Linked DNA regions of Mus musculus: region 1 is linked to region 2. A link is a contact called in public Hi-C data. All regions are on one chromosome and are shown on one strand. Each heading gives the region's core, a stretch centred on a gene start, on an enhancer-like site or on the middle of the called end of the contact. The rest is flanking DNA. Distances are from core to core; before and after follow the strand shown.

What was found. A called contact is a pair of places that touch in the nucleus more often than the background predicts.
Region 1: a Hi-C map of cortical neurons shows a contact between it and region 2, with 5 times the contacts expected there. The contact joins two enhancer-like sites. A contact is called at or near these places in 1 of 39 promoter capture datasets (hippocampal neurons) and 3 of 484 Hi-C or Micro-C datasets (cerebral cortex, cortical neurons and cranial neural crest).

Annotation. Positions count from the first base shown.
Region 1 is chr13:80,611,519-80,614,747 of GRCm38.p6, forward strand. No RefSeq gene overlaps it. Among named protein-coding and RNA genes, the nearest start is that of Arrdc3, 270 kb to the right of the region's middle. Within about 2 kb of position 1,728, at least 10 of the 459 cell types and tissues checked have an H3K27ac peak or open chromatin away from gene starts, as enhancers often do. A contact at or near this core is called in cortical neurons and hippocampal neurons, where this site is marked.
Region 2 is chr13:76,808,964-76,812,097 of GRCm38.p6, forward strand. The region is part of intron 10 of Mctp1 (multiple C2 domains, transmembrane 1); the gene reads left to right. Among named protein-coding and RNA genes, the nearest start is that of Gm24519, 210 kb to the left of the region's middle. RefSeq lists an enhancer at 916-2,916. Within about 2 kb of position 1,743, at least 53 of the 459 cell types and tissues checked have an H3K27ac peak or open chromatin away from gene starts, as enhancers often do. A contact at or near this core is called in cortical neurons and hippocampal neurons, where this site is marked.

The sequences.
Region 1 (3,229 bases), core at 478-2,977, 3.8 Mb after region 2:
GGATAAAAGATCACACACGTTAGCCACAGCCTTTGAAGTAAATGTCGAAAAATAAGGAACAGAACGATCAGAAATAACACACACACACACAAAGTTGGGAAGATTTTTAGTCTATGACACATAGCCAAAATATGCATGTTTGTAGAAGAAGCTGATAAAAAAAATTACCAGGTGGGAAAAATATTTAAGCAGATGATACATTCTTCGTGGCTGTTACTAATGCAGAGCAGGCAGATTGACAATTTCAGCCTCGAATGCTGTCTAAAAACGTAATGCAGAGTTGGTACAACTCTGTAAACGCCACCCCTCTGCAAAACCCAACCAAGCCAATTTCCAACAGCCAACATTTTCCATTTTATTTCCTCTATAATATTTAGCTCTTTGCTTTAATTACACTTGATATTTGTAAAGAGAAAGCTGGCGTTGTAATAATTGGATGGCTTTTTTTATCTATGTTGGCAGAGATAGAATTTTCTCTTATATTCGAGGAGCAATACAAAAGCAAAACCTCCTTTTCACAAACTCAATGCCAGAAGTACCCTCTGAGTCACACAGTTTCTTGAAATCGTGTTGTTCTGAAAGTTCTGAGATGTGCTATCTTCAAGCTGTTGCGAGGATCGCACTTTTCTAAGTTAGAAGCCTGTCACGGCAGGCGCATCAGACCGTACGCACCTCTCCTAGATGGGCTTCTCTTTGGTTACTTTCGTAACTCCTTTCTCTGTAACTGCCACATCCTTTCCTGGCTCCTGTTGCTTCGATTCTTATCCTTTCTTTCTTCTTGCTTCTTTCACTTCCATCATTTTCCCTTTCTTTTCTCCCTTTCTTTTTGTCCCCTACATTCCCCCCTCTTATCTTAATCCATCTCTCATTCAGGTTACAGAGGAGAAAAAAAGTAATAACAGTCATTTAAAACTGAAGAAAACAAAATGTGTGGGTTCCTACATAGAAGAATAATTTTCTTCCTAACCACAGTCTTTTTTATCTTCTGGGAAAAATATTCAAACTGAATAATTAAATTTCAGAAACTCGGAACAATATTTTCAGCTTTGAAAGAATAAAAATATGAATCTTCTATTACAAAAAATTCTGAATTAAACACTTTACTATCCATAAATTATTAATGATTGAGGATACTGTAAAATATGATTACATTTTGTCATTAAGTAAGAAGCATTGCATTAAATCTAGGGCACCTTGGTCTTGAGTGGTTGTAAAGGCAACTGTGAGTTGACCAAGCTTCAGACATAAACGTTAGAGTCTGTGAACATGCAAAGCACCTAGACTTTATGCTTCCACATCTCTGTACTTTTTAAATAGCAGGAAGTTACTTAAATTTTAAAATTCACTTTGTAAGAAAACTAGCTAGCTCTGCAAGCACGAGTCGCAAAATTTCCATGTATATTCACATGATACCTGTTTTGAAAGGACAGTTACCTGTTTTCAGTCACAACTTAGGTGTAAATCTTTAAAATTTTAGCTGACAGGTTTTACTATGTAATAAAACATGTCAAATTTGAGCTGACAAGTGAGTTTCATTTTTTGGAAGGTTTTGCCTCACACCTTTTCCCATTATAATACAAGGACTACTTAGCCATATGATTTTCTGCAAAACTTAACAGAAAATGTAAAACATAATGCATGTCTCAACATCTTAACATTTACATGGAAGAGCTCCGGGCAGGGAGAAAAGGAGTCTTGCTAAATTCAGAACAAGTACTGTCTGTAAGCAAGGAGGCTGCCAGCCTACATCTGCCCTCCTCCCCGTCCTTGCCTGCTATACCCAGCCTGAAGACGGTTTCCCTATCTCTGGAATATATCTGAAATTCTCAATTAAGCTATCTGTGGAATTATAATACCACATTACCCAGTCACAAGTACCAAAGCAGATGATCCCGACGAAGAGACGCTAGCCTGGAAGCAAGCTAACCACAGACTCACAGTTTGTCTTTTAATAGCTGCAAGGATGCAAAGCCCAATCACCCCACTAAGTGTGCACACGCACCAGACATTTAATCAAACTGGAAATTACGAGATAATGGATTATGCTAATTCAGTTTAAGTCACAATTCATGTTGAAAATAAATACTGCTCCAACAAGTTATATAAATAACAAGGTTCTTTTGGTGTGAGTGTTGACTACAGGTTGGTGAAATATTAAAATGTATATACTTCACTAAATACATGTGTGTGTGCCTGTGCATAAAATTACCTTACCCATTCAGCATAATCATTAGCATGAGCATTAAATAACAAGAACTGACACTGTAGTTGGGCTACAACAGAACTTCCTAATTTTGCGCTACATCCTTAAATGAAAAGAGACATAAAAATTATATTTGCCTACAAACTTTTAATTATTTAACTTTTTAATAATAAATAGTTACAATCTTAATTTTTCATGCAATTATCTCAACATTAAACAGAAAATAATATTTATTTATTATCAAATGTTGCATAACAAAAGAAATGGTCTGCTGTTATTAAAAATGGACCACTAGCACCCCCTTCTGATATAAAAAGGAAAGAAAAATATTCTTAGGACTTGAAAAGACATTCTACACTAATCCTGCAAGCAGCTGTCTCAAGTCAGATTCATGCCAATTCTTCTCTGATTTAATAATAAACCCTAGTTTTTCTCCTAAGATGTTGGCTATTCTGGCGTTTGACTGTGTTTGCCACCATAGCAAGCATGACAGAGGCTGAGAATCATGAAATCAAATGTCCTTTATTCAAATTGAGTTTTAAAATAAATTCAAGAAATTGCCTTCTTAAAGAGCTGAAGTTTTTATCGTCATCGGCTATATATTCGATTGTGTGAAAGCCAATAAACTTGAATCTATATCTGGCTTAATCACATTAAATGTCATGTTGCTGCACTTTTCACCAAATCCGAGCTGATAGCCACCGACACACTCATTCATTACACTCTTTTCTGACATAACATAAAGGGCAAAAGGCAGTATGATAGATTAAAAAGATATTATGGTGCAATATTAATTATAGCATCAGCACCTTTTCTAGCTCAGGCTGCATATAAATGTCTATTTTCATTTTCACATTCACAATATACTTTGAAGGAAAATGGATTTATTACATAGTAAATGGAAATTTTGGTCAGATATTTTGTGTTAGGATGGAATTAAGAATTGGCACACTAGAAATTTTGAAATTTCTATCTTTAATGCCATTATTTTATGCAACTCTTGTAAAAATCTAAGATGAAAAGGTA
Region 2 (3,134 bases), core at 493-2,992:
TCTGTGTGAATAGAGAGCAATTGAGACTCTCTTTGAATGAGTGAGTAGAAAGCACAAATTACTTTTTAATGAAACCCTCAATTCCTTCCCTTTCCACAAAAAGCCTATAGCCTTGTTCGGCAGAACACAACTACAGTAGGTCACTTCAGTTAAGCCCCTAATAAACTATTGATAGTCAAGGAGAGTTTTTTCTTCTGTCTCAATAGCCCAGTGTTGGCCAGTGCACTTCAGATCATTAAGGTTAATACAGATTTAAAAAAGAGATTAACTCTGGTGGTTAAGGCCTCAATTTACAACTCCCACACATATGCACACATTGAGCACAGCACAGGAGTGGATTGAAATTTCAGTCAAATTGTGGACAGCCTTTCACAGCCTGAGAAAGTGGCACTAAGGTTTGAAACTTTGATGCACTAAATTCTTTTAAGGGAAAATGTTTGAGTAACTGAAAATACTTCTAAGTACAATGTCCTCAAGTCAGCTGCCCAGAGAAAGGTTCCTGTTTCTCTGTACCATCAAAGCAAAACTAGGGGCTGACTGGTCCTGTTCACTGGGGAATAATCTTTCCAGCATGAAATCACATGTTCCCTAAAACTGGCCAGATTATGGGACCAGAAAGACCAACTGAGGAGTGTGTATGTGTGTGTGTGTGTGTGTGTGTGTGTGTGTGTGTGTGTGAGAGAGAGAGAGAGAGAGAGAGAGAGAGAGAGAGAGAGAGAGAGAGAGAGAGAGAGAGGAGCCTAATTTCTACTTGTTCATTTCTTCTGTATTGAGTGAGACTTTCTTTGAAGAAAATTTAGTGAGTTATCTTTAAACCGATGATGAGTTCTTTCAAGTTTCAAAAGGAAGAGGAGAGTTCTCTTTCTCAGCCCTTGCTCCCACTTTCTCCAGATTGTGAGTTCTGCTCAGCAGCCCTTCTCTCAGCTTTGCCCTGGGCTGTGGTGGTTCCACACCCCCTCCTCATTTTACCAGGGTTGTAGGAGGTTTGGTTGTTATCGTTTGTGGGTTTTGTTTTTTTTCTCCTGAGGAAGAGGTCACAGCCTCTCCAGGGAGACCAGCTGGTCAGCTTCAGAAACAGTGATACGGGGAACTGGGAACCTTTGAGAAGCTGCTCTGCCTTGCCACTGTGTTAAAGGGTGCCCACACAAACTGTCCTATCCCAGGTGAACTGACTTTGAAAATGAATGTACCATTTCTTTCAGAAAGTAATAGAAGGGGGGGTTATGATTCATAGTCATTAAAATTGTCCCATTAATTGAACATTTCTCCCTAAACTAAGCTGTTCATAAAAGACTTGTAGCATATCAGCCTCATAGTCTAGAAAACAAGTAGTTATTAAAAAGAAATGTTTAGTGCCCCCTTTATTTGCATATACTTTTTTCCATGTTTTCCTTTTGGAAAACTGTCTTCATTGTTGAAAAATATTTAAGTAACAAAACAGCATAAAAAGACACGCTACAGATTTTTTTTTTAAATCGGCCTCTGAGATGAGAGTCTTATTATCTTACAAAATAACAGTGAGCAGCTCAGATTCATTAGCAGAGCTAAATTTAAGCCCCATTTGACAGGCTGCCTAGAAAACATTTTGTTTTGCTGTCTGTGGGCTTTAATTAAGATGTGTTCAATTGCAGTCCTCTTCAGTCTAGCCCCCACCCCCAACTTGCTGTGTCACAGACCAGCGATCAGACACTTTTAGACGGTCCGGCCCATGACTTTGACCTTCTGCGGCAGTCCAGCGTTCCCTGGGGAACCGTTCAACTCATGAGGTCTGATTTCACACTTCCTGGATGCCTCTGCTCTCTTAACAATGACAGGGAGACAAAGCCCTTTAGAGCAGGCCGCATGGGGACTTGTTTAAATTGGAAACCAGAGAGGAGTCAAGGAACAAGGTTAGGGGCTACAGAATAGTGCTTTTAATAAAGAGCTCACAGCTCTGGCTCAGCTCAAAGAGGTCTACCTCTGTACAATTAATTGAGCCATTTATCTGGAGCATCTTAGGTCTCTACTTTCTCACAGACTTGCGTGGTAAATATCAGCTACGAAGCAAATGAGATATGCATGAAATGAATTTGAACACTGTGATTACTGTGCCTCCAGTCTTCATTAAAAGTAAATTTATTTGTATTTCTGACCTCATTATCAGTAGCTGCCTACGTTTTTATTGGTTCCTATGATTTCCAGCTTGAGTGTGTCATGAAGGTATATTATATGCAGAGATTGGGATTTATTATTCTTGGTATGTCCCCTAAACATTATGGGTCTATTCTGAAAAAGAAAATAAAAAAGCAGGCTGTAGAAGAGAAAAATCAAGTCAGATCCTGAAAGCTATTATGGCCAGTTGGAGACATTAGTAGCATGCAGGTATACATAGATATAATATATATAATATATATCGTATATACAATATTATATGTAAAACAGCCTTTAAATAATACACTCTCCTTAAAAAATAACCAGTGTGTTCATTTAGCAAATTGTACAAAATGCATGTAGTTGTTGTGTCAAATGTTTTTCCAAATCCTGTTGTCTTGTTGAATGGGGACGCCAGCTTGTTTCCCCCATGGCATTGTAGCAGTATGAGTTTTAGCAACATGGACCTGTAGTTGCCATTGTCATGTAATTATGCTGACAGTGTCCAATAAGCATTGTCTTCATTTTATGATCATTAGTTAAAATCTATGATGGAAGAAGAGAATATATGCAGCCTTTAAAATATACATCATTCCACCTAATGGAGCAGATAAAAGAAGAGAGTAAAATAATTTATAGCTAAAGGAAATACATGAAGGTATTGCCATTATTTACTATCTTAAGATTATATTTGTTACAGAAATGGATGCACACAGTCATCCATTGGACATAGCACAGGGTCCCCAATGAAGGAGCTAGAGAAAGGACCTAAGGAGCTGAAGGGGTTGGCAGCCCCATAGGAGGAACAACAATATGAACTAACCAGTACCCCAGAGCTCCTAGGGACTAAACTACCAATCAAAGTGTACACTTGATGGGACTCATGGCTCCAGCTACATATGCAGCAGAGGCTGGCCTAGTCGGTCATCAATGGGAGGAGAGACCCTTGGTCTTGTGAAGGCTCGATGCTCCAGTGTAGGGGAATTCCAGGACAAGGAAGCAGA